Linked DNA regions of Mus musculus: regions 1, 2, 4, 5, 6 and 7 are each linked to region 3. A link is a contact called in public ChIA-PET and promoter capture Hi-C data. All regions are on one chromosome and are shown on one strand. The core of a region is the stretch at or near the end of the contact, and the rest is flanking DNA. Distances in the headings are between cores, read along the strand shown.

Region 1 (2,973 bases), core at 244-2,743, 770 kb after region 3:
GTGGCGCACATGTATGCACGCCATGTGCCATGAACCTGGACAAGCATTGTCTCAAGGGCTCATTTTATGCTTTTTTTTTTTTTTTTTTTTGGTGATGTGTGTATCTTGTCCCCAGCTCCCTAGGCCCTGCCTGCCTTTCAGACTGTCCTCTCCTCCTCCTTCTCCCCTCTCCTTATGCCAGGGGTCCAGGACTTCCAGCCAGAAGCCTCTGACCTTGTGTTCCCTGTCCCCTCCCCTGTCCCCTCTGCTGCTCAGCATAGCTGTGGTCACTGCAGAGGTCTTATATGTTCAGCAGGCCTGGCCCTCCTTCCCTTCCCCTTCTGTGTGATTCTTTGAGCTTGGGGGAAAGGGACGATTTTAATAAAGCCTTGGTGCTCGAGTCCTGTCCCCGTGTTTGTCTTTAGGTTTGGTGGGGGTGGGTGAGACTGGGAGATCACTGAGGGCACGAGCTAGCAAGCTGGACACGGGGGAACCTCAAAGTCTCTATAACATTAGTTCATTTTACAACATGTAAAATGCTTAAAGATGAGGTGCCAGGTTGGGGTTCGATGGGGAAAGCAATTGGTTAGCATGCTCAAAGCCCTGGGTTCCATCCCCAGCACCATTTAAACCACATGGTGACCAGTGACAAGTGATTTTGAGGCCAGCCTGGGCCATGTGGTAGACAGGTCTCATTGTTGGACACCTCTGAATCCTAGCACTCAGGAGCCAGAGGCTGATGGATCTCTGTGAGTTCAAGGCCAGCTAGTCTACATAGCCAGGGCCATACAGTGAGACCCTGCCTCAAACAACAGTCACTTGAGGGCCAGCAAAATGGTTAAGCACGTTAAGGTGCTTGCCGCCAAGCTTGATGATCTGAGAGCAAGAACCAACTCCTTGTCCTCTTACGTGCACTGTGGAAGGCACACTTATACACACACACACACACTCACACAGGAGCCCGTGGCTTGGTGGTACACCTCTGTCATCCCAGTAGGTAGGTAGAGGCAGTCACTGGAGAACCTCATCAGTGTCAGGCCAACCTGAGCTATACAGTGAGCAACGAGCTCTGCTGTCAAGAAACAAAATAGAAAAAACGTGAGTGAGCCTCCAATAGGATGTTAGGGTGCTTGTCAGTTCCTCTGAGGAACAAAATATGGAACGCTTCACGAATTTGCGTGTCATCCTTGCGCAGGGGCCATGCTAATCTTCTCTGTATCGTTCCAATTTTAGTATATGTGCTGCCGAAGCGAGCACAAACAAGGCTTTTCTCCAAGGGATATTTATAGTCTCAAAACACACAATTACTTTACAGTTAGGGTGAGTTTCCTTTTGTGCTGTTTTTTAAAATAATAATTTAGTATTTGTATCTCTTATAGAAATCCAAGCCTATCATGTAAAATGTAGCTAGTATTAAAAAGAACAGATTATCTGTCTTTTATCGCACATTAAGCCTCTATAGTTACTAGGAAATATTATATGCAAATTAACCGGGGCAGGGGAGTAGCCGAGCTTCTCCCACAAGTCTGTGCGAGGGGGCCGGCGCGGGCCTAGAGATGGCGGCGTCGGATCCCGGGCGTTGGGGCGAGTGTGGACCGCGGCCGCCGGGCCGACTGGGCGCCCGGGGCGGACAGGTTAGTACGGCGTGCGGGGTACGGGACTCGTGGCTGGTGCGTTTCAGGCTAAAACCGCGAGCGGAAGGCCGAGGGGCGGGGCTTGCGGGGTCAGAGGGCGGGCCTGGGAACAAAGCTTGCTGGGTAGAGGCCGTTGTGGGAGGGATGTGAATAGGGGGAGCCTAAGGCGACGGGGTTGAGGAGGGGGCGTGGTCCGAGGGGCTGAGCCTCCCTGGGAGGGGCGTGGCCTGAGTTCAGAAGTTGGATGGAGGGGCAGAGTCTGAAGAAATAAGACTGATAGAGAGGGATGTGGCCTAGGGAGCGGAGTCTAAGGTGGGCCGGGGTTGGGGGTGCTAAAGATCTGAGATCGATGCAGAGAGGTGACCTAGTAGTCACAAGCTGAGCAGAAACTGAGGCTGAATTTACCAGTTTGGTTTGGAGGCGGAGCCTAGGGTGATTAGACAATGTGGGTGGAGCTTAACGAGCTTGGGCGGGAGGTGGTGGAGGTGTGTGTGTTAAGACTCAGGATTTAGCCGGGTGTGGTGGTTCACGCCTTTAATCCCAGCATTTGGGAGGCAGAGGCTGCGGATTTCTGAGTTCGAGGCCAGCCTGGTCTACAACGTGAGTTCCAGGACAGCCAGAGCTATACAGAGAAACCCTGTCTCGAAAAACCAAAAAGAAAAAAAAAAAGACTCAGGCTTTTTGCCAGGCGCACGCCTTTAATCCCAGCACTTGGGAGGCAGAGGCAGGCGGATTTCAGAGTTCGAGGCCAGCCTGGTCTACAGAGTGAGTTCCAGGAGAGCCAGGGCTACACAGAGAAACCCTGTCTCAAAAAAAAAAAAACAAAAAAAGGCTCAGAATTTGAGCCTTGGATGTTAACTTGTTGAGAGTATTGTGTGGCATGGGCTGCTGCGGGGTCTAAGCTACTAGGTCCCAGGCAAGGCTTGGAGACTGAACTAGAGTGTAGACTGAGGCCCAGACTGAAGTGGTAGGGGTGGGCCCGGTTGTGTGTGTGGAGGGTGCTTAGCGTTTGTAGGCTGAGCTCAGGCTGATCTGGGTTGCCTAGGGAGGAGTGACCCCAGGCGGGGCATCATGGATTTTATAGCAGGGCTCTCGCTGGAGAACATTCTAGACACCCTTTAGCTGGGAGCTGCTATAGAGCACTGCCTCCCTTTTCCCCAGGAGCCAGGGACCGTGCTGGGTGCGGTGGGTATGATGGACCTGGCCTATGTGTGCGAATGGGAGAAGTGGGCCAAGAGCACGTACTGCCCGTCGCTGCCCCTGGCTTGTGCCTGGTCCTGCAGGAACCTCATTGCCTTCACCACAGACCTACGCAATGATGACCAGGGTGAGTGCTGGCTCTCCTTACCTGGCTAGGACC
Region 2 (2,763 bases), core at 49-2,548, 680 kb before region 3:
AGGCCAGCCTGGGAACATCTCCTGTCTGTCCCACTGTGAAGGGACCCAGGCCTGTGCAAAGTCAGGCTGGCCTGGTATCTCCTGGCAAACATAAGCCCTTCTGAGTATTTCTTTCCATTTTTGGAGACTCAATGAAACAGTCATCCCCCTGCTTCAGCTTTTGAATATGGTGACAGGTGTGCAGGCTGTGCCTTGAAGCCCGGATTCTTCCTGGATCCTGAGAAACTAGAAATTCCAGCCCCTAGGCTGGCAGATGCCACTGGGCCACTGCTGTCTTGAAAAAATGTCATCTAGGGGCGGGGCTGGTTCTGCAACCCCTACCCCAGGCAAAGGGACGGAGCCTTCCAGGAATTCCCCAGGGAGGGGCTACAACCCCAGGGCCAACCTCTCCAACTGTCTACACCAAATGAGAGAGCTGCTGGGGACTACATGCTGGGCCACCCCAGACAGGAGCCACAGGCGAACAGAATGAAGTGGGTGGGCAGCAGGAGGAACACAGGACACAGGATGATAGTCAGGGAAGGGGACTGGGGGGGGGGGGGCAGAGCTGTAAGACTAAAGACAGGGTACAGAATCCTGAAAAGGTAGAGGGAACAGGACTGGCCCACGGATGGCAGTCAGCGGAGAGGATAGGATATAGCGGGAGAGAGAGGACAGACAGACACAAGAGTGACAAAAACGGGGAGATGAGACACTGGGGAGCAGAGGGTAAGAGGGACACAGGATGACAGTCAGAGGGGAGGACTTCCACAGGGCGACAACCACAGGAGAGGACGGACACAGGGCGGCATTCAGAGGGGAGGAATGACACAGGATGACAACCACAGGGGAAGACGGACACAGGACGACGGTTAGAGGGGAAGACGGACACAGGACGACAGTCAGGGCAGGGAAAGGCTCACCCGCTAGGTGCCAGGCCTTGCGGGGCCCACAGCGCACGCAGGAGGCGCGGTCCGCCTCGTAGCCCACGAGCGGCGTGCAGAGCCCGTCGGCCACTTGGCCCAGCAGCAGCAGCAGCCCCGCGCCCCGCGAGCTGTACCCGCGCACGGAGTGCAGGAATAGTAGCAGGTAGGTGAACCACATGCCGGCGCACAGGTCGTTGAGGAAGTGGCCGACCGCGAAGCTCAGCCGCGCGGCGAGGGACAGCGTCCGCGGCGGCCCCGGGCCTGCGTCGTCCGACGGAGGCGACATCGCGGCCGCAAACCCCACCGCCCCACACTGCCGCCCCGCGCTACCCGCGCGGCTACGCTGCCGCCGCTCCCGGGAGCCGCCTCAACAGGGCGGAGCCTCGGAGCAACGGCCACGCTCGCCAACCGGAGCCGCGCGTCTCGGCCCGGCGCCCAATCAGCAAGAGGAGGCGTGGCCTCTGTCCGACGCACTCCCGCGGCCCTAACGCCGCCCTCTGCGGCTCCGACTTTTATCATAGCAGTTCGTTTCTATTTTACTTTCTTCGTGTTTTAATTTGTTTGACTAAAGAAAAAAGTTTTGTTTCTTCTTGTAACAAAGGGTATCTTGTAGCGCAGGCTTTGACATTTCTGCTTAGCAAAAGACAACTTCGAACTCCCCATGGTTCTGGCTCCACCTCCACAGTGCTGGGAGTCACTGAATTTGTCCTTTCACAACCTGAAAGCTTTTTCTTTTGAGACAGGGTCTCATGTAGCCCAGGCCACCCTCAAGCTCAGAACGCAGCTGAGGATAACCTTAGACTTCTGATCCTTCTGCCTCCCTCTGGAACTCCATGGGTGCGGGGTTGCATCCACAAATCACGCCTTTAATATTCTGTTTTCAGTCAGGGTCCCACTAGCTATCCAGGCTAGCCCTGAAGTCCCTCTACAACCTAGGCCGTCCTTGAACTATCAATTCTCCAACCTTAGCCTCGAGGATTGATGGGATTTCGGGCCTGGCTTAGTGAAGGGCGCCCAGATGTCTGTCACTCACCCACACTCTGCCTTGGGCCCCAGCTAGCCTGCAGCTGGAGGCTGGTGCTCACTCCCGCGCGTGCTCCCTGCAGAAGGGGCCAGAATGAGAACACACCGGGGTGATCCCATAAACTTCCAGACATACATAGTGAGGCACTTACAGGACATATTAGTGCTAATTAATTATTAATTACAGAGAATAGCTGGGCAGAACATCAAAATACAGGCTAGTCTTTAATGAGGGCTGCTAGTGCCAGGAGCCCCACGTGGCAGACGCCTGTGTTTCACTCCTACTTACTGGGTGGTTTTGTGGAACACACTCAAAGAAAGGGGAAGTCAGGCCTCTGTTGGCCTGGTGACTCAGAGACACAGGTGCCGAACACCCCCACACAATTCCAGGCCCAGATCATGAGACACATGAGACAAGTGTCCTCCTATCCCCTCCTCCTGACATTTTATTCCTTTTTTCCCCCCAACTGACCTCAAGCTCAGCTCTGTAAACGAGGCTGGCTTTGAACTCCTGATTCTGCTGCCCCCACCTCCTGAGTACTGAATGGCAGGCCTGTGTCATAGCCGCTTGATGGTGGGGTTACCTGTCTGTATCACTGTACATCTTCCTCCGGGGCATTCAGAGACACGCAGGCTGGATCTGAACCCCTAAGTCCCAAATGGACTGGTCTTTCCTTTGCCTATGAGCAGTCTGTGCTCCCAGCAATGTGTGTGAGCCCGGTGTGGTGGCCCTTTATTTAGTTTCAGCATACTAGAGGCAGAGGCAGAGGCAGAGAAGCAGAGAGGCAGAGAGGCGGAGAGAGGCAGAGAGAGGCAGGCAGAGAGAGGCAGAGAG
Region 3 (2,940 bases), core at 249-2,748:
CAAAATAGATTAGAGCTATTTGCTGCCATCAGTGTGAACGGCTGACCCAGGTGGGCCACGCTTGAATGTGGGTGTCATGTTTTATTTGAATTGTTAGCCTGAGATAGGATCTGGCTAGGTAGCCCCAAACTACAGAGACATGCTGGCCCCCGTGGACACACACACACATGCTACAGCTAGCCACAGGTAGAAGCTATTTCTCTTACATGTGTCCCAGGAATGGGCTCAGGCTATAATTGGTGGCAAACTCCTTTAACAGCTGAGTAGAGACCCTTGTTTGAGTCTGCCAGGAATTGATCCCTGACTGCCTTGAGCTGAAGTTCTATCCCCTGCCCAAATCTGTCCAGGTAATGAACCTTGTACAGGCATGACAATCTGAATTAGAGACAAACATTTCTGCCAATGCAATCACTAATGACGACAATGAGGCTCGGGAGTCAGACAGATGACTCATAAGTTAAGCCAAACTGTTACTCTTACAGAGAACCCAGGGTACAGCCCAGCACCCACATCAGGCATCGTGTAATTTCACCTCTCTTCTGACTTTCCAGGCACCTGTATGCATAAGGCACACACACTCACACGGACGAGGACCTGTGTGAGTGCACACAAACACACAAAGAGCTGCTTGAGGTTCATGAGGCTCCAGCCTCAGTAGAGGGTGGTGGTAAAAACTTGTAGACAAACTACCCTGAAGAGGGAAAACAACCTCTTTGTGCACGGAAGCAGCCGAGGCAGCAGGCACAACGCGGTCTGACTGTATCCGAACCTGAATCGGGGATCCTAGCCCCTTCTTGTCCCAGCTATCCCCACCGAGGGCTGCAAAGGACCCAAGAGGTTCAAGAAGGGTTCATCACGGATTGCAGAGCTGGAGCACAGGACAAGGGCATCAGTATTCAGTAAAATTAGGGCTGGCTTGCCCTCCTTCGGCAGCTGAACGCGGCACCCGGCTCAAGGACAGGGAGCAGAACCTGCAGCGCGCAAGCCAGCGGGCCAACTGTGACACAGGAGAAGGCGGCCTCACGGCCCAAACTGAAGCCTTCAGTACCCTTCTGCGCAGGCGCAGGCGACTCCGGAGGCTGGTCACCAGCCTCTCCACACAGTCCTCTCCCACCCCCCAGCCAGGTCACGCGGCTGCAGTCGAGTATCTTTTCACGCTCCGCCCCCACCGTGGGAGTGCGCAGGCGCGCTTGAAGCTTCGCGCCCCACTTCCCTCGGAATCTCCCCTTCCCCCTGCCAGCTCGAAGTGCGCAGCCGTGTTTGGAGTCGCCAACACGGTCGCTGCGCAGCTCCACTCCGCTCCCCGCTAAGCTCCGCCCCTTAAACGGGAGCGCGCAGCCGTATTCTGCATTCCCCGGCGTGCTCTTCTCGCTGCGGCCTTCGACGCTCCTGGAAGCTCCGCCTCCTCTGTTCCCTGAGAAAGGCGGAGACTGGTGCGGAGGGGCGGGGTAACTTCGGGACCGCGCCTATAAAGGTGGCCGCGCCGGCCGCGCGCGCGGCTCCTCTCGGCGGCAGCGGCCCAGTGGAGGGGTCCGTGGTGGCGGTGGTGGCGGCGGTGGCGGCGGCGGCGGCGGCGACGGCGGCGGCGGCGGCGGCGGCAGCAGCAGCGGTGGCTGTGGCGGCGCTGTTCCCCGCGCAGTCCTCGGAGCGGGGTCCGGGCTGTGCTAGGTGAGGTGACGGCGCTGCGACCCCGGCCGGTGTCCGACCCCGGTGAGCGCGGCGCCAAGGGCGACATTCTCCGAGGGAGGAAGGAAGCCCGAGTCAGGCGCGGGAGCTCCGCCGAGCCCCGGCCGCCTCCGCCCGGCCGAGCGCCTCTCTCAGCCTCGGTCCTTTGTCTCCTCCGCCCGCAGGGTCGCCTCCCAAGCCGCCCCCCGGGCCCCGCGTCCCCTCCCCCGCTGGTGGGGCCCGGACTGAAGATGGTGCAGAAGAGAACAGCCGAACTTCAGGGCTTCCACCGTTCGTTCAAGGTGAGGGGTCCTGTCCGGGGGTCCCATTGCAGTGACGGGTGCGACGGATAAGCAGAGCCTACTCGGGAGGCTGGTGCAGGGCTTGGGAGGGGTGCTTGCATTGGACTTTTGTGCTGGAGGTGGTGGGGGTCAGCAGGCCGCAGCCCTGTCCCCATCCTCCTAGTAGCTCTCTCTTCTAGGACCCTCAACCCCCACCCCCAGGCTTGTGATTGGTGGCTCTGTGTCCCTTGCAGTTAGCCCGATCACAGTCGTCTGTTTCTGTGTGTGATCCTAGGCAAATCGAGTGTTTCTGTTCCTTGCAACTTCCAGGCCTGTCTTGTGCTGGTTGGGAGAGTCAGTAAGCTGCAGCCTTGCTTCTAGCTGCCTACTAACTCTTCATGAACTGCCCCAGGCTCCCCTGTGATCTGTGGCTGTGTCCCTAGCAGTTTCTCAGCCCGGGCTTTCCTACCTCTGTATGTGGTCTCTGATGGACTTTACATTTGTTTCCTGCAGTGTGTGCTTGTTGCAGGCTACAACCTGTCCCCGGCTGCCTAGTAGCTCTTTCTTTCAGGACCCACTCCCACCACTGATTGGTGGCTCTATGTCCCTCGCCATCAGCCTGATCTCAGTCTTGTGCTCCCCACCCACTTTCTGTATGTGATCCCACACTTTCTGTGTCCCCCAGGTTGGCCTTGTTCTGGATGAAAGCACGTCAGCAGGTCCTAGCTCTCTCTTTTGTGAGCTCCCCTAGGTTGGCTTGTGGTCAGTGGCTGGATGTTCCTTGCAGTCTCTCAGCCCCGTCTCCCCTACTTCTGTGTATATAGTTCCAGGGAAACCCTGTATCTGTCCACTGTAGTCTCAAGCTGGCCTGTGCGGTTGGTTGGGATCAGAGGGGATGAAGCCTTGTTGGGGAAACCCTTTGGCACATGGGTATGCTTTGCCCCACTGCAACCTCCACACTTGGTGGTGGCCTGTGGAGACCTTCCCTCAAGAC
Region 4 (2,883 bases), core at 223-2,722, 750 kb after region 3:
CCTCCAAGCCTCAGGTCAGAGAGAGAGAGAGAGAGAGAGAGAGAGAGAGAGAGAGAGAGAGAGAGAGAGAGAGAGAGGGAGGGAAGGAGGGAGGGAGGGAGGGAGAGAGGGAGGGGGAGAGGGAGAGAGGGAAGAGAGAGAGAGAGAGAGAGAGAGAGAGAGAGAGAGAGAGAGAGAGAGAGAGAGAGAGAGGTCACTAGCTCGGCCAGGCCTTGCAAAACACGGTTATTTGGAGTTGTGCAAGGCCAGGGCCCGAGGGTGGCGAAAGGGGCCCCTCTCTCCTCCAAGGGAGGTGGAGGGGGAAGGGCAGGAGCTGGGGAGGGGGCTGGGAAAGAAGGCACTGTGCCCCCCCAGGAGACGTGTGCAAAAACACACCCCAGTCAGAGGACAAATGTAAAACAACAACAAAAAAACAAACAAACAACCCCCCCAGTGGAGTCGGTATTTCAAAGGCTTCTTGGAAAGAGCGAGCTGGGGAGGGGGGGTGACCCTGCTGCCCAAGTCGTAAAAAACGGAAGATATTTGACAAACCCGCTGCGAGTTGACACACACGCGCGCACTCCGCGCTTCCTGCTCCCTCTTTTGTGTCGGGGGGGGGGGGGCAGGGGACCCTACCGGAGGGATCTGGATGGGCGCACCCCGCGGGGCAAGTGGAGACCCCAGTCCCAGTAGTACACTGGAGCTAGGGAACGAAATGGGGGGGGGGAGATGGGCGGACCCCGCTGGACACAGGTTTGGAAGAGAAAAAGAACTGTAGGTACCGGGGCGTGGTGGCGCGCCCGGCCTGGGATTTTCCCAAGCACTTGGGAAGGAAAGCTGCGGCAGGGGGATGGCCTCGAGTTTCAGGCTAGTCTGAGCTTTAACTCGAGTTCTAAGTCAGCCCGTACTACACAGTAAGATCCTATCTCCAAACATCTTTTTTAATTAATAAGAAAAAGCAAAACCATGTTCCCAGAGCGCAGCCCCCAGTCCTCTGCGCGCGCGCACATACACAGACACACACACCCCGGGTCCGTTTCCTTCCGCCAGGGGACAGCGCGCACTCGCGACCCCCGCGCACTCGTGTACCGGATGAAGGTCTCCAAGATCTACAACCGCAACAGCCACCCCAACTCTGATCCGTCAAGTCGCATACTCAGCCCTGCACCCCTCTACGCGCGCGTCTTTGCCTAACTTTGGAGACCCCGCAATTGTCGGTTTCCAGGGTGCCCTACGCTGCCACCTTTAGGAGAGATCGCTAGAGCCGCGCTGCAAAAGGCCTTACCGCCCGGGGTGGCCCGGGGGGCGCATGCCCCGGTGCCCGGAGCCCAGCCCAGAGTCCAGCCTGCTGGTGGCCTCCGGTGGCCTCTCTCCCCCTTGGCCTCCCCCTGGTGCCCAGTGCACGCTCCTGGCTTCGGGGTCACCCGCCTCACCGAGTCTCCAGGCCGCGTCTACATCTCCATCCGTCTGGATCGGATAGGGACGAGGTCTCCGCGCGCGACCGGGCCCCCCGCCCCGCCCCTCCCCCACCCAGCAGACGAATCGCCGTGTGACAAATTGCTCTCAGATGCAAATACCTCGCCGGTGATTCAGCAGCCCCGGGGACGCAGGAGGAGGTGGTGGGTGTCTCTCCAGGGTCCCCCTTTCCAAGCTTTCCCAGGACACCACACCGGGGTCCCCCTTCTCCAACTCAATCTGAGGACGTCCACGGTGGGAGGAGGTGGAGGGGAGCCGGAGAGCCGCCACAGAGTGGACGGAAAACTTCAGGTCGCGGCCCCTTTAAATGATAATAAATAATAAAAGGAAGGGGGAACCGGACTGAGGGACGCTCCGCCCCCATCTTAGGGACCGTGCGCAAAGTGCACGCCGCAGCCCACGGCGCAGAGGCCGCGAGCGGGAGGGCGGGGCTGCGAGAGCCCCATCGCGGGAATCCCGAAGAGTTAAAAAGGGTTCCTCGCCCCACCTCTGAGCGGAAAGTCACCTGGGCCCCCGGCCGTTTCCTGGTTTCACCCGGAACGCAAGATGGATAAGCCAAGCTTGGAGCTGGAACCTCCGCCCACTATGCTACCCTAACCTTCCGGGCCTGAGGCTCCACGTCTCTGAAATGGGCTTAAAAACCCCCGGCTAGGCTAGATCTGCGGGGGCTGGGACGCTGGGGTGTGAGGGCGCTGCGTGCGCAAAAGCACCGGGTTGGGCTGCGCGCGCGTTCGAGGAAATGCGAGGAACCGTGACGACCGTACCTAGGAGCGAGGGAAAGGAGGGCCATCCTTTAACCAACTCAGTGAAGCCCCTGCCTCGGTCTACCCAGTTCGTCTCGGGAGAGTACTGGATTCTGAGGTCCCATTTTGCAGGCTGGGAAACCGAGGCATGATGTGAGCTCAGCTAGAAGTTGAGACGATTCTAGTGGGTAACGCCAGTGCTCAGGGCAACCCCCGACCTCGACTAGTTCCCCATAGGTGGTGCTCAGGTCCCTTGTTAGACTGTTGTGGGGATCTTGAGCAGTCTGCCCCTTGAAAGCCACTTGTGTGAGTGTCTGGAGAGATGGGGTGGCTCCGGCCAATCCAAGTTCCCGGAATCCTCCCTAGAATCTGAGACTGCAGCAGTTGCTTGGAACCTTAGCCTGCAAGGCTAAGAAAGTTGCAGGTGGCAGCGAACTGCGCCTTCAAACTTTAGACACCTTGATGTGTTGGGGTGTGGCCCCGGGGTGGAGCTGGGCCTGCACACCAGCATTCTTCTCCAGCATCAAACGGGCTACTAGCAGATCTTTCTCCCTCTAATCATCTTGTGTGTCCCCTGTAAACTTGGGCAACCCCCCAAAACATTCTGCCAAGATAATGAAAGCAACATACATTCCCATTCTCTCTCTCTCTCTCTCTCTCTCTCTCTCGTGTCTGTGTGTGTGTG
Region 5 (2,780 bases), core at 182-2,681, 710 kb before region 3:
GTGTAAACAGGGCCCGGAAGCGGGCCTGCAGGGGCTGCTTGGGGTCCACCAAGGTCTTCCCTATGGCCTCTATCTCTTGCTCCGTTACCATGGCAACGGCCTCCCCAGCACGTGATCTGCAAGGCCGGATTCTAGGCAGTAGAAACCTACGGTAGAAAAAGGAGAAGGGGAAATCTCAAGCTAGGGCACACACCTGCATATCTGCCATTCCAGCCCCGGGATGCTGAGGCAGGAGGACCCCTGAGCTCCAGGCCACAGAACTTTCTCCACATCCATCCAAGTGCTGGGATTAAAGGCATGCGCCACCACCACCTGGCCAGACTTTTTCAGGATAGCTTAGATGAGGGATCTAGAAACTGTCAGTTGCAAAATGGATCTCACCCCTGCCTCCCACACCACCTTACTGGAGGTTCTCATGTAGCCCTGTGGGATACACTTTATCCGTCCCCTCCTCCCTCCGGACTTCTCCCTGCTCCTGCCTTTGCACAACTTGTACCCTCTGCATGGCCCCATAGATGCAGGACAACACTCCCACACAGGTGTTTTCTTTCACGGATGAATTAACACGGAAACAGACATCGTCCAGTATAAGAGGACCGGCCCCTGTCAGCCATTAGACATACAGCAGATGCATACATAACAAACTGGACTAGCAGGCTGTGGCAAGCTGGAAGGCCTTCTGGGCTCTGATGTCACCCAGCGTCCCCGAGTTTAATGAGGCAGGTATGGCTGCCTCACCAGTGATGCCCATCAGCCTACAGTCACACCTTGAAAATGGAATTCATCAACACACATGAAGCAGGTCTACGGGAGCTGGCAGCAGCTGTGTGGCAGTGAGACCCACATCCCGATTTACCCCGAGCAACAACAGGGGAGACCAAGGATCTCGTGGGTCCAAGAGTGCCCATTCGAGGTATGGGGCCTCCCGCTTAATTCAAAAAGGCTCCAGGCTGGGCAGAGGCTGAAGCAGGAAGATAACCGGTCCCAGGAGATCCTGTTTCCAAATACTTAAGCTGAGAGGTCAAGCGCGGGCCGGCCTGCACGTGAGCCCCGCATAGGCGGCCAACCTGTCAGCTAAGCACGGGGTAGGAGGAGGCCATTCGTAGCCACACAGTGGGTTGGAGGCTAGCCTGGGCTACATGATATCCTGTGTGACGTCAAATACTGAAGGAAAAGGGTCCAATTCCCCGTAGGACCCCCTCAAGGGAAATCCCAGCGCTCCCGGGAGCAGCGAGTACCTCAAAGCGGAAGTCCCCCGAAGGGGGGGCACTTCTGGCACTGCTCACCGTGTTTTCGTCTACAGGGACTCGTCAATAAGCTCCGTATACTCGGGACAGATGGAGAGAGTCGCTGCGACAGCTCCAAGAACAGGTCCGCGGACGCATCTCGCGCGACGTCCTCTGGACGCCGCCATCTTGATGGCCACGTGACCATGCTGGGCGGAACCATCGTCGCGACTAGGGGTGACCACACCCGGAACGATGCGGCAGCGACGCCCCAGGACTGTCCTAAGAGCCGGAGAAGCAACTTCCGGTCTTCCTCCGGAAGAAGAGTTTCCGACCGTCTCTCCCATAGAGAAAAGAAAATGGTTTGATCCCATTCACAGCACAACCGGGCCGGCCGTGCATAGCGCATGCGCAGTGTATAGTGGGCGTGGCTATGTTCTACAGGGCGCGGCCAATGGTCTCTGGGACCAAAACAGAGGAAAAGAAATGGGAGATAAAATAGGCGTTACGAGCAATCTCAGCAGTGAGGGCACTTGCAGTCAATTTGAGAATGAGTTCGATTCTGGGGATCAACAGGATATACGGCAGTGACATGACCATAAAGTCGAAGTTTAAATTTTTAAATATGCCGGGCGTTGGTGGCGCACGCCTTTAATCCCAGCACTCAGGAGGCAGAGGCAGGTGGATTTCTGAGTTCGAGGCCAGCCTGGTCTACAGAGTGAGTTCCAGGACAGCCAGGGCTACACAGAGAAACCCTGTCTCGGGGAGAAAAAAAAAAAAAAAGCCGGGCGTGGTGGCGCACACCTTTAATCCCAGCACTCGGGAGGCAGAGGCAGGCGGATTTTTGAGTTCAAGGCCAGCCTGGTCTACAAAGTGAGCTCCAGGACAGCCAGGACTATACAGAGAAACCCTGTCTCGAAAAAACAAAACAAATGTATATATGTGTGTGTGTGTAAATGTCATGAAGTTCATTACTTTTTTGGTTTAAAGATTTATTTATTTATTTTTAAAGATGTACTTATAATATATAAGTACACCGGTTGTGAGTCACCATGTGGTTGCTGGGAATTGAACTCAGAACCTCTGGAAGAGCAGTCGGTACTCTTAACCACTGATCTCTCCAGCCTCCTCATTACTTTTTTTTTTTTTTTTTTTTTTGAGACAGGGTTTCTCTGTATAGCCCTGGCTGTCCTGCAACTCACTTTGTAGACCAGGCTGGCCTCAAACTCAGAAATCCGCCTGCCTCTGCCTCTCGAGTGCTGGGATTAAAGGCCTGTGCCACCACGCCTGGCTTCCTCATTACTTTTTTAATGATTTATGTACATTGGTGTTTTGCCTGGATGTGTGTCTATGTTAGGGCGACAGATCCTCTGGAACTGGAGTCAGAGTTGTGAGTCACCATGTGGGTGCTGAGAACTGAACCTGGGTCCTCCGGAAGAGCAGTCAGTACACTCAACCACCAAGCATGTCTCCAGCCTCCATGAAGTCCGTTATTACATAATTATGTAAATTTAATTTATGGTAATAACAATTTTTAAAGTAAAAATAAAATTA
Region 6 (3,004 bases), core at 444-2,943, 690 kb after region 3:
GGGTATCTGAAAGCTAGGAGGGAGGGGTTCCCTTCGCTCAGCCGGTAAAGCGCCCCGCCCTTTTCCTGGCCGCCCAGTCCGGATGCAGAAATTCTCATCTTGTTCCATCATACAGATGCTCCTAGTCCTTCCTTCAAGCTGGAGGTATATAGAAGGCGCACAACGTTAGGGCACGGTGCATACAGAGACAGCTCTGCTGCGTCCTAAAAACAGACAGCTTCCTTCGAGTGCGCAGTAACCGGTCAATAAATGCCCTTGTTCAGGCAAATTGTACGGGAATGTGGCAGCTATAGTAGAAAAGGAGACTTCAAAGGGTCAATTGCGTTATTTTGAGATGAAACAAAATATGGAACGCTTCACGAATTTGCGTGTCATCCTTGCGCAGGGGCCATGCTAATCTTCTCTGTATCGTTCCAATTTTAGTATATGTGCTGCCGAAGCGAGCACAAGCGACGGTTTTTTGCCTCAGGTATTTAAAGGCAGAGAAGCAAATTACTTTTCACATACAGTAATTATGATTTTTTTTTGTTTTTGTTTGGATAAAGTAACGTTTTCACATGTCAAAAAGAAAGGCTACCACTCATAACACCGCTCAGAATAATTATCTATCCGCGTGAAAGCTCACATTTAACTAATTAATATAGCTGTCTGGGAGAAGCTTGTGCCAGCGAAGCCTTCTGGGAAGTCATATGCAAATTAGACAGGCACTACGAGGCTCCGCCCCTCAGTGGTAGCCGGATCAGCGCGGAATCCGTGATACTGGTGCGATGGTGAAACTGTCTGCTAGTAAACTATCCATGGAATTTCGCCCTTCAGCGCTGCGGCCGCCAATGAAAACATTATGCTAATGAGCAGTTAGGAAGCCCTGCCTCCCAGGGCAGGGTGGGTAATGAGTCCTCAGCAGACCCCGCCCCTAAGTGAGGCTGTGGCCAGAGTGAAGCCCTATGTAAATAGGCCTTACTAAGTGCGTCTCCGCCCCCTCTAATTCTCCGCCAATAGGAAACCATATACAAATACGACGGGCAACGTCGCCCCGCCCGCAGGTGGATGCAAATGTTTTAGCTTGTTTCTGAGACCACGCCCCACAGATCGCCCACCGCTAACCTGGATCCCTCCACAAACCAAACGAATTACACCCGACACTGCCGCTCAATGCTTAAGATAGAGCTCTGGGCTAAAGACATGGCTAAGAGCACTGACGCCTCTTCCAGAGATCTTGAGTTGAAGTTCCAGCCTCCGTTATGGTGGCTCACAACTCCTTTCTGGTGTATCTGATGCCCTCTTCTGGTGAGACTGAAGACAGCGACAGTGTACTCACATATATAAAGATAAAGCTCAATGCAAATGAATCGTGACACACGACTCCACCCCAGGCCGTGCCACAGTATGTGGGAGTGAATATATGCAAACAAACGGGGCTGCTCTTTAATGCACTCCGTGTAGCCCCTGCAAATTGCAAGCTCACTGCAAACGAGACCGGACAAAGCTTGAAGGAGCACTAGGAAAATAAACTGAACTCCATGGTACTCTGCCCTTTAGCGCTGAGGCGACCCGCATGAAATGTGTAAAGTCAGGCTCCGCCCACTACTCGTGGTGCCCGCCTTTCGGCCCTGAAGCCCGGCCTCCTCGGGCGGCCGCGGCGATCCCAGCGTGCCCCGCGCACGGGCGGCGCTCTGGCCCGGCGCTCTCGCCGGCGTCGCGGGCCGGACGGACGCGAGCAAAGGGGCAGGCGGCGGCGGCGGCCGGGGGCGGCGGGGGGGATCCGGCGGCCGGGACGCGGCGGGGGTCAGCCGGCGGCCGCCGGGGTGACGCGGGGCGGTGATGTCGGAGCACGCGGCAGCCCCAGGGCCCGGGCCCAACGGCGGCGGGGGTGGTGGCGCGGCGCCCGTGCGCGGCCCTCGCGGCCCCAATCTCAACCCCAACCCGCTCATCAACGTGCGCGACCGGCTCTTCCACGCTCTCTTCTTCAAGATGGCCGTCACCTACTCACGCCTCTTCCCACCTGCTTTCCGCCGCCTCTTTGAATTCTTCGTTCTGCTCAAGGTGACCTCTGACCCCTGACCTCTGACCCCTGACCCCAGCTGTCATCCGCTCGCCCACCCCCGGCAACTTTACCACTTGGCTCCTGACGCCTGGATACCCTGATACCACTCTTACAGATGCTATCTCTGGTCCTCACTTCCTCAGCTCTCAGGCCCCGCCTCCTGCCCTTTGGCCTCAGTCTGCCACTTGGGAGCCTAGGCCCCAAATTTTTCCACTCAAGACCAGAGCCCAGTGTCCTCTTGGAGTAGGATTTTGGACTCGAGGTCCACCTTCCCACCTGTCACTCCCATCCTGTCCTGCACCTCCACTGAGAACAATATGGTCATTTCCATTCCATTCCTGACTTTCCACTGTAGACCACCTCCTGTGCTGGAGGCCCTGTCCCGCCTGTCATTTCTATTCTACCCTGATTCTCTCAGTCCAGTCTCTACTAGTCAGTCCCATTCCAGCACACCCTGAACCAACCCCCTGGGGACAGCCCCCTACCCCCCAGTGTCACTGCTCAAATTTTCTGTTACTTCACTGTTTTCAGACTCTTGCCAGGTTTTCTGTGGCTTTGGGTGAGGTCATCTCACTAGGGTCAGCCACAGAGTCACAGCCAGATTGGCCAGGGACCTCTACAGCCAGCACCTGCCCTGGCTGTGTCTTCTTCATGTGCTCCCGGGAGATCCCGGTTCTCGGTCACAAAGGCTACTCGAGGGATGGCACCAGGCTCTCTCTGAGGAGCTGCCTGGGCCTTCTGGTGTTGGGGTCATGGCTTGGTGGCTGGCATGCTGATATTGGAGGGCATTGGTGAGTTTGGGACTCACTCCTGGTGCTTCTCAGAACTGAGCGTTCGGGGGTTTCATAGGTAGATCTAGCTTGAGCTCAAGACAGCTGTGGGCATCCCCTCAGGCCCCAGTTCATTGGCTGCAGATGAGCCCATGCTCCATCTTCCTTCCTGCCCTCCACACCCTCAGGG
Region 7 (2,700 bases), core at 162-2,661, 720 kb after region 3:
GGGAATTGAACCCAGGTCCTCTGCAAGAGCAACAAGTGTAGTCAATCACGGGAGCATTTCTCTTTGCTGCTGACTATGGATGTTAACTGACTTTCTGCTTCCTGCGCTGACTTCCCTCATATAAACCACAAGTGTAAATAAATGCTTTCCTCCTCCTCTGCACTGCTTCTGGTTCCTGCCTCCTCCTCCTCTGTACTAATTCTGGTCACTGCCCTTTTCTAAGTTTCTTTCCTGGTTGCTCACGACAGCACTAGAGCCACCAGCAGGTTGAACACTGTCCTGTATCTCAGTCACAAATGAGGACCCTATAGACATGGCCACATTTTTGTTTTCAGAAGTCATGGGTAAGATCTCCAAGACCACCTGCCTACCTCAGGTAAAACTGGACACCAACCAGTTTTACTCTCTAGCATTCCCAAGTGACACATACGTGTGACAAGCTGTTCTCACCTCCCACAGGTAGATGCTCTCTGCAATTCCTGCCAGGACATACAAGCCATTAGGTGCTGTGGTCAGACAGGTGACAGGCCCAGGACACATGATTTTCTGTTGGAGCTGATCCTAGGGACACAGGATACAAGACAAACTATGTGAGTATCAGAACGGAGGCAATGGAAGGTTAAAGTTTTTAGTACAGAGAGCAAGAGTAAGGGGGTTGGGGAGACAGACTGCTCAAGTGAGGGGTTGTCGGTGCGGCTCAGGGTTAGAACCACTGCCTAGAACCTCCCAGTGAAGGGCAGGGTCAGGGCTCAGCAGTAGGGATCCCAGCGGACAAGAAGGAAGCTCTGTGTTCCAGAAACATCAGAACCAGTAACCCCAGGCCTCAGTCAGTCCTGACTATGAAGATCTGCGACTCTTTACGAGGGTAACAAAAGGACGGGCCGTCGGTCTCTGTCTTCCTGCGGCTCCTCAAGATCTCTGATCTGCCATGCTGTCCAAAAGCATGACCTCTAACGGACCCCATTTTCCCTTCTGCATCAAAATTGGCGTCCCTAACACTACAAGCGTGCAAAAGCGGATTCGCCATCGATCTTCATCTGAGCACGCGTGCGTTGGCGCCATCTCCCTAGGAGAAAACCCCTCGGCCTCCGAGTACGCCCTGTCACGCAGCCACCCCAGGGTCGCCGGGACCCCAACCCTGGCGGCGCCCCAGGACTCTCGGCTGCCCCGCGGACGCTGAGGCCCCACACCTTACGCTGCAGCTCCCAGGCGCAGATGTAGTTCTTGCCCTGCTGCGCCGCCAGCAGGTACTCGCCATTGAGTAGCGCCAGGCCTCGCGGCCCCGCTTGGCCGCCTCGGTAGGTGAGCAGGTTGGCGCCCGAATGAAGCTCCCACACCACGCAGCTCCAGAGCTGTGCCGCGGCGTCAGTACACACCACCACTTCCATGGGCGCCGCCATCTTGCTCTGCCAGTCCCGCCCCTGAATCCCATCATCCTTAGAGAGACTGTTAAGATGGCTCCTGGCCGACTAGAACGGCCATAGCGCCTCCTAGAGGCCAAACTGGAAAGTCTACGCATGCGCGGTAGCTTCACCAAGCCGAGGAGGCTGTTGATTGCCTGGTGCTTTACGGGTTCCAGGAGCCCTAACGTGCGCATGCGTAAAAAGTTCGCGGCTCTGGGGCGGAGCTAGCAGCAGGTGAGAGGGCGTAGCCAGACGACCTGCACATGCGTACAAGCCAGTGCGCGAAAGGCGTAATGCTAGACCCAGCCAAGCAGGTTAAAGAACACCAGGAGCTTCTTCGGGGGCGGGGCGGGGCGGGGCGGGGCGGGGCGGGGCAAAACAAAACAAAACAAAACAAAACAAAACAAAACAAAACAAAACAAAACAAAACAAAACAAAACAAAACAAAACAAAACAAAACAAAACAAAACAAAACAAAACAAAACAAAACAAAACAAAACTGGATTCCTGCACATGCGTAGAAGACTGGGGAGTCCCTGGCCGGTCAGCACTGTATTACCTCTGTGTAGTGGAAGGTATTTTTGCTACCTGTTTGCTGGGTTTGTCTTTTTTTTTTCTTTCTTTTGTTTTCTTTTTCTTTCTTTCCTTCTTTTTTTCTTTCTTTCCTTCTTTCTTTTCGAGACAGTGTCTCTTTATGTGCTGGGTGGCCTTGAGCCTCCACCACCGGTGACCGGTTTATTTACTTTCTTTTCTTCTTCTTCTTTTCTTCTTCTTCTTCTTCTTCTTTTCTTCTTCTTTCTTCTTCTTCTTCTTCTTCTTCTTCTTCTTCTTCTTCTTCTTCTTCTTCTTCTTTTCTTCTTCTTCTTCTTCTCCTCCTCCTCCTCCTCCTCCTCCTCCTCCTCCTCCTCCTCCTCCTCCTTCTTCTTCTTCTTCTTCTTCAGATATTTACTTTATTTACATTTCAAATATTGTCCCCTTTCCTGGCTTTCCCTCTGAAACCGGTTTACTTTTTTTTTTTTAAAGATTTATTTATTTATTATATGTAAGTACACTGTAGCTGTTTTCAGACACTCCAGAAGAGGGAGTCAGATTTTGTTACAGATGGTTGTGAGCCACTATATGGTTGCTGGGATTTGAACTCCAGACCTTTGGAAGAGCCGTCGGGTGCTCTTACCCACTGAGCCATCTCACCAGCCCCCGGTTTACTTTTTAAACCTTGTTTTATAGCAAAAATATAAACCACTGATCTTTATACTTTATTTAGACCAAATGAAGTTAGTGACTTACTGCATGTAAA

What was found. Promoter capture Hi-C pulls out the DNA fragments that hold promoters and counts their contacts. ChIA-PET counts read pairs in DNA pulled down with a chosen protein or histone mark.
Region 1: a promoter capture Hi-C map of pre-B cells shows a contact between it and region 3, with 4 times the contacts expected there. The contact joins the promoter of Med16 here to the promoter of Mknk2 in region 3. A contact is called at or near these places in 2 of 39 promoter capture datasets (the C10 cell line and pre-B cells), 1 of 484 Hi-C or Micro-C datasets (CD8 T cells) and 3 of 115 datasets of contacts at active chromatin or transcription factors (kidney, memory CD8 T cells and pancreatic cancer cells).
Region 2: a contact with region 3 is called in a promoter capture Hi-C map of erythroid cells, with 4 times the contacts expected there. The contact joins the promoter of Mfsd12 here to the promoter of Mknk2 in region 3. A contact is called at or near these places in 6 of 39 promoter capture datasets (the C10 cell line, the SN4741 cell line, cranial neural crest and 3 more) and 2 of 115 datasets of contacts at active chromatin or transcription factors (bone marrow-derived macrophages and pancreatic cancer cells).
Region 4: a contact with region 3 is called in a promoter capture Hi-C map of pre-B cells, with 4 times the contacts expected there. The contact joins the promoter of Arid3a here to the promoter of Mknk2 in region 3. A contact is called at or near these places in 4 of 39 promoter capture datasets (the C10 cell line, liver, pre-B cells and 1 more), 2 of 115 datasets of contacts at active chromatin or transcription factors (memory CD8 T cells and pancreatic cancer cells) and 1 of 9 other capture datasets (liver).
Region 5: a promoter capture Hi-C map of erythroid cells shows a contact between it and region 3, with 4 times the contacts expected there. The contact joins the promoter of Dohh here to the promoter of Mknk2 in region 3. A contact is called at or near these places in 5 of 39 promoter capture datasets (cranial neural crest, embryonic stem cells, erythroid cells and 2 more), 1 of 484 Hi-C or Micro-C datasets (CD8 T cells), 4 of 115 datasets of contacts at active chromatin or transcription factors (embryonic stem cells, memory CD8 T cells, microglia and 1 more) and 2 of 9 other capture datasets (adipose tissue and liver).
Region 6: a contact with region 3 is called in an RNA polymerase II ChIA-PET map of memory CD8 T cells, with 171 read pairs. The contact joins the promoter of Tmem259 here to the promoter of Mknk2 in region 3. A contact is called at or near these places in 4 of 39 promoter capture datasets (the C10 cell line, liver and pre-B cells), 2 of 484 Hi-C or Micro-C datasets (CD4 T cells and uterus), 4 of 115 datasets of contacts at active chromatin or transcription factors (effector CD8 T cells, memory CD8 T cells, microglia and 1 more) and 1 of 9 other capture datasets (liver).
Region 7: a contact with region 3 is called in a promoter capture Hi-C map of erythroid cells, with 7 times the contacts expected there. The contact joins the promoter of Wdr18 here to the promoter of Mknk2 in region 3. A contact is called at or near these places in 1 of 39 promoter capture datasets (erythroid cells), 2 of 115 datasets of contacts at active chromatin or transcription factors (microglia and pancreatic cancer cells) and 2 of 9 other capture datasets (adipose tissue and liver).

Annotation. Positions count from the first base shown.
Region 1 is chr10:79,907,458-79,910,430 of GRCm38.p6, reverse strand. Med16 (mediator complex subunit 16) reads left to right here and starts at 1,493. Exons shown (of 15, transcript NM_198107.2): 1 at 1,493-1,613; 2 at 2,775-2,940. The coding sequence starts at 1,536. R3hdm4 (R3H domain containing 4) reads left to right here. Exons shown (of 8, transcript NM_177994.5): 8 at 1-379. Gm24019 (a small nuclear RNA gene) reads right to left here and starts at 1,236; the gene lies at 1,130-1,236.
Region 2 is chr10:81,356,026-81,358,788 of GRCm38.p6, reverse strand. It overlaps Mfsd12 (major facilitator superfamily domain containing 12), which reads right to left and starts at 1,298. Exons shown (of 10, transcript NM_028657.4): 1 at 903-1,298. The coding sequence starts at 1,191.
Region 3 is chr10:80,674,851-80,677,790 of GRCm38.p6, reverse strand. It overlaps Mknk2 (MAP kinase-interacting serine/threonine kinase 2), which reads left to right and starts at 1,498. Exons shown (of 14, transcript NM_021462.4): 1 at 1,498-1,710; 2 at 1,851-1,967. The coding sequence starts at 1,917.
Region 4 is chr10:79,925,930-79,928,812 of GRCm38.p6, reverse strand. Arid3a (AT rich interactive domain 3A (BRIGHT-like)) reads right to left here and starts at 1,472. Exons shown (of 9, transcript NM_001288625.1): 1 at 1,413-1,472. It overlaps Gm40715 (a long non-coding RNA gene), which reads left to right and starts at 1,822. Exons shown (of 2, transcript XR_001779822.2): 1 at 1,822-2,351.
Region 5 is chr10:81,383,085-81,385,864 of GRCm38.p6, reverse strand. Dohh (deoxyhypusine hydroxylase/monooxygenase) reads right to left here and starts at 1,431. Exons shown (of 5, transcript NM_133964.3): 1 at 1,287-1,431; 2 at 1-146. The coding sequence starts at 91. It overlaps Gm48551 (predicted gene, 48551), which reads right to left and starts at 1,431. Exons shown (of 6, transcript NR_168929.1): 1 at 1,287-1,431; 2 at 1-146.
Region 6 is chr10:79,982,949-79,985,952 of GRCm38.p6, reverse strand. It overlaps Tmem259 (transmembrane protein 259), which reads left to right and starts at 1,693. Exons shown (of 11, transcript NM_001003949.4): 1 at 1,693-2,043. The coding sequence starts at 1,822. It overlaps Gm26243 (a small nuclear RNA gene), which reads right to left and starts at 447; the gene lies at 341-447.
Region 7 is chr10:79,958,863-79,961,562 of GRCm38.p6, reverse strand. Wdr18 (WD repeat domain 18) reads right to left here and starts at 1,411. Exons shown (of 10, transcript NM_175450.4): 1 at 1,191-1,411; 2 at 451-561. The coding sequence starts at 1,400.